Regions from separate parts of the Mus musculus genome. Here region 2 is linked to region 1. A link is a contact called in public HiChIP or PLAC-seq data. All regions are on one chromosome and are shown on one strand. Each heading gives the region's core, a stretch centred on a gene start, on an enhancer-like site or on the middle of the called end of the contact. The rest is flanking DNA. Distances are from core to core; before and after follow the strand shown.

The links. HiChIP or PLAC-seq counts read pairs in DNA pulled down with a chosen protein or histone mark.
Region 2: an H3K27ac HiChIP or PLAC-seq map of extraembryonic endoderm stem cells shows a contact between it and region 1. The contact joins two enhancer-like sites. A contact is called at or near these places in 1 of 484 Hi-C or Micro-C datasets (embryonic stem cells), 4 of 115 datasets of contacts at active chromatin or transcription factors (embryonic stem cells, extraembryonic endoderm stem cells and pancreatic cancer cells) and 1 of 9 other capture datasets (embryonic stem cells).

The regions. Positions count from the first base shown.
Region 1 is chr10:117,021,667-117,026,488 of GRCm38.p6, reverse strand. Best3 (bestrophin 3) reads right to left here. Exons shown (of 10, transcript NM_001007583.1): 10 at 1,449-2,552. The coding sequence ends at 1,643. Among named protein-coding and RNA genes, the nearest start is that of Gm10747, 18 kb to the left of the region's middle. Within about 2 kb of position 2,643, at least 45 of the 459 cell types and tissues checked have an H3K27ac peak or open chromatin away from gene starts, as enhancers often do. A contact at or near this core is called in extraembryonic endoderm stem cells and pancreatic cancer cells, where this site is marked.
Region 2 is chr10:117,173,188-117,177,945 of GRCm38.p6, reverse strand. It overlaps 4930423D24Rik (a long non-coding RNA gene), which reads right to left and starts at 321. Exons shown (of 4, transcript XR_380819.3): 1 at 298-321. Within about 2 kb of position 3,130, at least 60 of the 459 cell types and tissues checked have an H3K27ac peak or open chromatin away from gene starts, as enhancers often do. A contact at or near this core is called in extraembryonic endoderm stem cells and pancreatic cancer cells, where this site is marked.

The sequences.
Region 1 (4,822 bases), core at 1,394-3,893:
CCTGGACCCTGTAATCCACAAAGCTCTCATATCCTGCTTCATAATAAGACAACCAGATCGACATAGTAACTGGTCCCATGCTGTGACACAGCTGGGATGGTTTTGGTTAGGACTGTGTTCAGCAGATCCAAACCATGTCACCCTTCGGTGGTGCAGCACTCAGCTATGCAGTTTTCATATCCCTTAGCTTTGTTGTTCTTTCGTGTCCAAGAGGAAGGAGCAGGAACGGGAGGAAGAGCAGGAGGAGGAGGAGGAGCAGGAGCAGGAGGAGGAGGAGGAACAGGAGGAGGAACAGGAGGAGGAACAGGAGGAGGAGCAGGAGGAGGAGCAGGAGGAGGAGGAGGAACAGGAGGAGGAGCAGGAGGAGGAGCAGGAGGAGGGGCAGGAGGAGGAGGAGGAGCAGGAGGAGGAGCAGGAGGAGGAGGAGGAACAGGAGGAGGAACAGGAGGAGGAGCAGGAGGAAGAGGAGGAGGAGCAGGAGGAGGAGCAAGAGGAAGAGGAGGAGCAGGAGGAGGAGCAGGAGGAAGAGGAGGAGGAGCAGGAGGAGGAACAGGAGAAGGAGCAGGAGGAGGAGCAGGAGGAGGAGGAGGAACAGGAGGAGGAGCAGGAACAGGAGGAGGAGCAGGAGGAGGAGCAGGAGGAGGGGCAGGAGGAGGAGGAGGAGCAGGAGCAGGAGGAGGAGCAGGAGGAGGAGGAGGAACAGGAGGAGGAACAGGAGGAGGAACAGGAGGAGGAACAGGAGGAGGAGCAGGAGGAGGAGCAGGAGGAGGAGCAGGAGGAGGGGCAGGAGGAGGAGGAGGAGCAGGAGCAGGAGGAGGAGCAGGAGGAGGAGCAGGAGGAGGGGGAGGAGCAGGAGGAGGAGCAGGAGGAGCAGAGGGTTTGAGATGATGGTGGGTACCATCAACCCACACTCACCTCTCTGGCAAGCCTAGAAGCATGGGAGGCTAGGTGTGTTAGATTCCTGTACTAGTGTCTTATAGTTTGAGCAGGTGACAGAGTTGGAAAGAGGGACAGATTAGAGTCATGGGAGGAGCTAGACAGGGAGAAAGGAAGAGGAAAAATGGAAGAGTAAAAGGGAGAGAGAGAAACGAAGATCCGACAATGAGATAGTTCTTGAAGAGAAGTGGAACTTTCTGGAGCTGAGGGAGTTTAAGGATTAAGGAAAGATGGTAGCAATGTTATAGAAGGTAGGTGTGAGATGGTCAGGAAGTCAGTGGAACAACTCTAAGCAGAAAAGGATCTCTGGGCATGGCATGGTCTGACTCTTCTTGTCTCTGTAGCTAAAGGAAAAGAGAGGTAGGGGAAGGAGCCAGGAAAGGAACAAGACACTTTGTGTCTGGGCCTTTGTTTCTATAGTATTGGACTATGATCTGTTTTGGCTCTTCCCAAAGCTAATCAAGTGTAAGTGTATAAGCCATATGCATTTATATGATATCCCTTATTTGGTTACGGTAATCAATTTGGGCTGTAAAACTTCCATGAAAGCCCCTGTGTGCTAGACAATGTGGATGTGTTTGATCATAACGCCCTTCAGAGTTCTAAGTAGCTTGTATAGTAGGATCATTTCTCCAAATGCTGGCCAGTTCCTGGGGGCCGATTCCGGGACTGGTGCAGACAGCTTTATGTAAAGTAGGGAGCTGGGTTAGAACCAGGTCCTGGGGCGCTGTGGTGTTCCCTTCGGGGATTCTCCAGTGTGCTCGTTGTTAAACTCCAAGATGTCTGTTTCCTTATCCAAACTTTCCATTAAGTACAGGATGTCGGGGGCGAGGGCAGAGCCAGCCCCAGGATGGATTCCGTTGGTCTCTGAGGGTGTTTCTGTGTCAGGTAAAAGAAGAGCATCCCGGGGACTCACAGGATCTGGACCTAAGTTTCCCAGCGAGGTGTGCCTGGACTCCAGAAACTCTGGCAGGCTCCACCTTTTGGGAAATCTGTCATCCTCTAGATCTTCCTCGAACTTGAACAAGTCTCTTTCAGTACTGGCTGAAGTAGTCTGGGGATTGGGGTCTCCAGGTGGGGTCCCTGAAGGCTCTACCTGCTGCTCAGTCCCGCTCGGCTGCACCCCGGTGAACTCGAGGCTCAAGATGGAGGTAGTGGAGTCATGCTGATGGCTGTCTGCTGAGAACGCTGGTGCTTCAGCGGCGGTGATTAGGACCTCAGGGACCTGGGGCATTTTGGTAGGGGAGGACCTCACGCTGGACTGCGGGCTCAGGCTCTGCAGCGTGCTGGTACGGCTGGTCTCCCTGATGGTGGACAGTTCTCCCATGCTGGAGTGCAGCTTGGGGCTGCCCTCTTGGGAGCGGGATTGCTTCCGTGTGGGCGAGCCTCGGTGGGGGTTCCTGGACGGCACATCCAGCAGATCCCGAGCTGGGCTTGGGGGTAAGAACATGGAGCTGTCGCTGGCCTGCCTGCCGAAGCTCCTCCTCCTCCTGGGGCTGCCAGGATGCTCGTGGGTACTCAGGAAGCGCTTGACCCTCCTCATCACTGAGTGCCGGTTTCCGTGTTTCTCGTAGTTCCACAGCCAGTCCTCTGCGGGGAAGTTGGACCCGGACAGCCTGAAGGGAGCACATGACAGAAGACAGAGTAGCTGCAGGACGAACCGTGGGGTTGGTCACAAAGTTAAGAGGTGAGTCACAGCGACTGCCACTTACACATTCAAAATGATAACGGAGGAGACGTAGAGGGAAAGAATGTTATGAGCGCACGGTCCATTAGGAATGAAGTGATGACATCATCACATATCTAGTTGCCTCTAGAAAATTCCACTGAATAGACAGACGTCTCCTCTTATCTCTGAGAGCTACATTCCAAGATCCCCAGTGGATTCCCAGCAGGATGGGAATGCCTTTCCTATCTTAGCTAAACGTGCACCACTCGTGGCTATCACTTACTTATTTAAAGACAAGAGTCTCGTGTCCCAGACTATACTGCCTAGGATCATTTGAACTTCTAATCCTGATATCCTCCACTTGCCAAGTTTTGGGACTACAGGTATGCGCTAGCATCCTTGTCTATGTGGCTAAATAACTTTTAAGTTAAAAAATGTTATTACTATGTGTCTCTGTGTATGCTGTATGTGTGTGAGTGTGGGCACACATGTGTCATGGCGTGATTGTAGAGGGCAGCTTTTTGGAGTCAATTCTTTCCCTCCCGAGTGTGTTCCAGGGATCCAACCCAGGTTATCAGGCTTCTGTGGCAAGTCTATATTTACAGCCGAGCCATCTTGTCTATCCTTCTGTAATGTTGGCAGCGTCGCGCATGACAGTAAAACTATCATGGGTTCTCTTCCCATTCTTAACGATATCATGGGTAGATTTGTTCTTGTCCATATTAACAAACGGCACATATTTTTCATTCATCAAGAACTTTCACTTTTCATGTAAGGGACACATCTCACAACCTCTCTTAGACAGAGCCCAAAACTATCAGTGCTGTTACTCTTGTGGACCTATTATAAAGCAGAAAAAATAAATTAAGGTATCTTTCTGACACAAGCACTTCCATGCTGGTACCTCTGTCGCTCTGATAACTGAGCTGGGTAGGAAGTTAGGGCCAGGTAGGGCTCGCACTACAGATACAAGGGACAGAGGGGTTGGTTCACAGCCAGATGGGGTGCTGTCAGAGCCCCACATACCCTCGCACTGCCAGAGTGGGATGCAATTTATGATCCATGAGTTGTTTCTGACACCTCCTACTTAACACCTTTGGGCTGTGGTTGACTCTGTATAACTGAAACCAGCGGCGGAGACCAGAGGGGCTTTTCATGTACTAATAAAGGCACGGCATGAAGGGACTTTTCATGTACTAATAAAGGCATGGCATGAAGGGACAGCACCACCGTGTTAGGATGAGATAGTTCTACCCACATGGACGACCTTCCGGAGTCTCGGTGACCTCCGAGGGTTTCCAGACTGCACTTTGAAAATTACTGACCTAGCAACTTGAACGTTAGTATACACTGTACAAAAAGTGCATTTTTCCTCTTTTTATTAGAGTTGAAATAAAGACAGACTTCCCCGGGACCCATCATTCACCCCACTTTATAAAAAAAAAAAAAAATAATGGATCATAGCTAAACTCCAGAGGCTTCACAGACTGGTGGGATGGCTCAGCGCATAGTGCTTGCCGTGTAAACCTGGTAACCTGAGCTTGATGCCAAGAACCCAAGGGAAAGGACCTTACAGGGTTGTCTTGTGACCTTCATACTGCCTATGTGCCACACGTGTGCCCTGCCCCCAGATAAATTAAACAAGAGATCAGGAATGCAAACGACCGCTAATGCTCACTTAGCTATCAGTGATGATGATCACAGTCCATGTTGCTATGGTTAAAACACTTTAAAGCCCCGTGAGTGAGGTCCAGGAGGATCATGGCGCCTAAGGAGTTACTGAGGCTAAAGTGGAAGCCTTACTCCAACACTTTTGCTTCTTTCCACTTTGATATAAAGCCTGCCACCCAGGCATCAAAAGATGCTAGAGCCCAGGACTGTATAACAAGTGAGATGCAGCTCTCAGAAGGAGCTGAGATAATGTCTGGAGAGAGCTTGACACTTCAGCTACTCACTCAGGGCTTGGTGAGGAGGAGTCAGAAAGTCGTGGATAGGATGCGTGGAGGTGAGGTGGGTTTTCTGTGTGGCTGGGGTCCCTGGGTAGGTTTGATGGAACTTAAGAACTCCCTGTGGAAATGCTGGCATTTAGATGCAAGATGCCATGTTTACTCTTTTCAATCCCCTTCAAGGATTAAATAAAATAATTAAATGAGGCAAGGAAGCCCTTTGGCAGTGAGGTCTACTCTTGCCTCAGAGGGTTGCCCCACATCTCTGTCA
Region 2 (4,758 bases), core at 1,881-4,380, 150 kb before region 1:
AAGACCAGCCTGGCAATCTAGTGAGGCCCCATTTTAAAGCAACAACAAAGAGGCTGGACGAGGTGTTGCCCATCTTTAATCCCAGCACTCGGGAGGCAGCGGCAGGTAGATCCCTGTGAGTTCGAGGCCAGCCTGGTCTACAAAGCAAGTTCCGGGACAGGTAGTGCTGTTTCTTTGCTTTTTTTGAGACCAGAAAAACCTGGTCTCAAAGAAACAAAAACAAAGCCAAGCAAGCAAGCAAGCAAACAAACAAATAAAAAGCAAGCAAAAACCCAGGTAACTGGGGGAGGAGCGTACCTGGCTATTGCCAGGTAACTGGGGGGGGGGGGGGTGGAGCTTAGAATGCTAACATGTTCTAAGCAAGGCTTTGTGTGGTTGGCTGGCGACTTATACATGGCTACCCCATCTGACTTGTTCTAACTGCCACTTCTCTTCTTCCACCTTAGTATCCTGTGGCTTTCTATTGTTTGTAGGCTGATGGACCATGCCTGAAGGAAAAGCATACAACCTTATCAAGCAGGATGGCTATCAATCAATGCACGCTAACGTAACTGGGGAACCATCCAGACGGAATTCACCTCCCAGTAGAAGGAGGTCCCTCAGCTTGGTCACATCCATTTTAGAATGCTCTCATCTTCTGGTCAGCCTTCCTGGGTCTGGGCCCTCTTTACTGGTCTTAAAGCCCTATCCTATCCCATTTCCTTCACTGTGGCTCATCAGCTCCTTGGTGCCTTCTGCCCATGAAAGCAGACAATGATGATGCGGTTACCCCCTTGAGCTACGATTTCATCACACTACACTCCCTTCACATCACTTTCTTCCTTCCTTTCTTTCTTTCTTTCTTTCTTTCTTTCTTTCTTTCTCTCTCTCTCTCTCTCTCTCTCTTTCTTTCTTTCTTTCTTTCTTTCTCTCTTTCAGATTTATTTATTATTATAGGTAAGTACACTGTAGCTATCTTCAGACACCCCAAGAAGCCCAAAAGAGGGCTCATTGATCTCATTACGGATGGTTGTGAGCCACCGTGTTGTTGCTGAGAATTAAACTCAGGTCCTCTGGAAGAGCAGTCAGTGCTCTTAACCACTGAGCCATCTCTCCAGCCCTATTTATTTATTTATTTATTTATTGGTCTTTTTGAGACAGGGTTTCTCTGTATAGCCCTGGCTGTCCTGGAACTCAGACTGTAGACTAGGCCGGCCTCGAACTCAGAAATCCACCTGCCTCTGCCTCCCGAGTGCTGGGATTAAAGGCGAGCACCACCATGCCCGGCTTATTTTTAAAGATTTATTTATTATGTAGAGTGTTCTGCCTGCATGTATGTTCTGTCTGCAGGCCAGAAGAGGGCACCAGATCTCATTATAGATGGTTATGAGCCACCGAGTAGTTGCTGGGAATTGAACTCATGTCCTCTAAGCCATCTCTCCAGCCCCCCACCCCTTTTTATTTATTTTTTTAATGGGATAAGTGACAATTATTTCCCCAAGTCTATCTTAAAGCAAAATAAATAATAATAAAAAAATAGCAATCACATTTTCCCAACGTTGTTTGCGTAAGTAATGTCAGTTTGTCCCCTTCAGCAATGGTCTCTTCTAATTAACATCGTTCTTCATAAGATCTAAAATATCTCCTAGCTTTTACTTTTTTATTGTATTTTATTTATTTATTTATTTTTGTTTTCAAGGTAGGGTTTCTTTGTGTAGCCCCGGAACTCACTCTGTAGATTAGGCTGGCCTCGAACTCACAGAGATCTGCCTGTTGGGATTAAAGATGTGAGTCACCACCTCCTGGCCTGTAGTGTTTTTATTTCTACCCTTCTGCATAATTGGTAGCTTCTACAGAACTCAAGATCAGAAATACATCTTTAAAAATCTTTGTTTTACACTTATTTATTTAGTCCATTGCCATTTAACACACGGGCTTTCATTGTCTTAGAGCTCAACCACCAGGCTACACTGGCTGGTGAGTGAATTCCAGGGAATTCTCCTGCCTCTGCCTCCCACCACACGTATGGTAAGCATGTGCCACCACACCTGGCATTTTTATTTAGGTCCTAGAGACTGAGCTTGGGCCCCCGATGCTGACAGGCAAGATTTTATTGACTATTTTCCAGTAGTATTTCTACCCTAAAATATTTTTTGTCAAATAATACGTGTGTGGAAGGGGTATGTGCACATGAGTGCAGATACCTGCGGGAGCTACAAGAGAGGAGTCAGGTGCCCTGGAGTTGGAGTCACAGGTGGTTGTAAGCCACCAGACTCAGGTGTTGATCATCCAAGTTAGACCTTTAAAAGAGTAACGTGCACTCGGTCAGGGATGGTACCACATGCCTTTAGTCCTAGCAGTCAGACTCCAGATATTTTTGGCAACAGAAAGAAAATAGATTCAAGTAATTACGACGTACCAAAAGTCATCGGAAGGGACTAAAAAGAAGGCAGAGGGAATTTGGATCTCTGTGAGTTCAAGGTTAGCCTGGTCTACATAGCAAGTTCCAAGGCAGCCAGGGCTACATAGCATCTCATTTAAAAAAAATAAAATGGTCGTACATGCTCTTTACCATTGAGCCACCTCTCCAGCAGCAGGACTGTCATTCCTGTTTCTCATTATACTCTTTCTTCTAATGCCAGTTTGCTATTGGTATGTTTTATGTAAAAATGAGACAATACCGTGGTGGAATAGAACACTTACCCAGTAAACACAAGGCCAGGGTTTTGTTTCCCAGGGCCACAATCAATCAACAGAGATAAAAAACTCATCTGTGCTTTTTATTGTGCAGGACTTTCCCCCTTTCTCCTCAAACACTGTTCTCTGAGGACACTAGTGGACCCAAAGACAGACTCTCCTCTCCTCCGTGAAGTAAGTCTGCCTGCCGGTGTCCAGGGCCACTAGTATTAAAGGCTAGAGCTCTTATCGATCAATCCTCAGACTTTCTGATTCTTCAACTGTCTCAGGGTCCAGGGGTTTTTCAGGCGCGCTCTCTGCAGATAGCCAGCACTCTCCGCAACCCATCCCCCATGCAGTGATGGCATTATCATCCCCTTCACTAAAGGAAACAGAAAATGCTCCAGACACTGTGGGCGACAGAAAGAAATTAGATCCAAGTAATTATGAGTCACCAAGTTCACTGGGAGGGCTTAAAAGGAAGGCGAGGCTAGATCTTGAGACTGAGTTACTGCTAACACTGCATTACACGGGTCCTGATGTTCATCAAGCTGCCTAACCTACACTACAGGGTGTTCCGGCAAACCTAAGACCCGGAACCAGAACCGGAACAGAATCGCCCTTCGCTGTATTTGATGTGTCTCTACCAGAAGCAACAGTGAGAGGAACAGGATAGTGGGCCTCGCGTAGCTTCTCCTGCCCAAGCGCAGTGAATTGTGGACTCCGAATTTATATTCCAAAGCCTAGACGCAAAGCAGTCTGATGAATGTACTGGTTTTGTTTGTTCATTTGTTTTCATTTTGAAGTTGCTGATAACCAGGATGTTACAAGAAGTGTCTGCCTAGGCAATCTCCAAATTCTCCACAGAAGGGGCAAGGCTAGGGAGAAGATCTGGGGTTCTAACCATCCCCCCCCCCCCCCCCCCCCCCCCGTATAATGAAGACTTCTAGAATTTCATGGCAGGAATCAGAATGCCTCTGCAGGTTTCATTGTATTCTTTGTTGCTCAGAAACAAGTCTCTCAATCCAGTCCACAGTACCCGGAAGGAGATCTTTGGGGATCGTCTAGAAAGTGCTTACCTTACTCAGAAACGTCACAGCTTTCCTCCTTATGAAAATCATTGCTTTCTGTGCCTTTGGGTTTTTTGTTTGTTTGTTTTTGGGTTTTTGTTTTTTGTTTTTTGTTTTTTGTTTTAACCTATCAGAAGTGACACTCCTTCCCTCTCATACTATCTCCCTCCTTGGAGCTGACCTGGCTCCACCTATAGCATTGTAGTAGAGTTTGAATCGCAGAGAATTCAAGGACAGACTCCTGAGGGGGCGGGGTCTGGATCTGTGTGTGCCGGCTCTAGAACCTCTGTGGTGAATGAACATATCAAAATGTGTCCACCCCCCTAAACTCGAGTTTCATCTAAGAAGTAAGGATATTGGAGCCAGCTCAGGCGAGTTCCTGTGGGATGAACTTGGCTGATGCATAGAGAGTAGGTAACATTGGGGCTGGAGAAACAGCTCCGGGGCTCAGTGTGCTGGAGAATCCACGCCCGACTCCCAGCACCCACCCAGTGACTTAGCCCACAGTAATCTGTAACTGTGGTTCCAGGGAATTTGACACACTCCTCTGGCCTCTGAGAGCACCAGACATCGGGTGCACAGACATACATGTACTCCAAACACCCATACACATAAAAAAAATTTTATTTCTAAAAGAAGAGTGTTTAAGGTAATGTTTTTTTTTCATATAAAATATATGCACATTCAAACTAATTAGACTATGATTGCCAGTTCATTTCTTCACACATTAAAAAATATTGTTGTATTCTCCCATGAAGCCTCATCACTAGTGAGGAGAATCCTTTTTTTAGTGCTATCGAGTACACATTTTGCCTATAAATTCATAGCACTGGGTAGTCCCTCATTTGCTACTTTGGCCACCCCTCTTCCCTGAGCTGGAGAGCAAACCCAGGGCTTGGTGTATCCTAAGCAAACATTCTACCACTGAGCTACACCCTAGCCCTTATATTTGCTTTTGATATCAAGTAGTACTTTATATATTCTGGACATTATACTTGGTTAATTATATTGATATTTTTGACAGTTTTTTTGA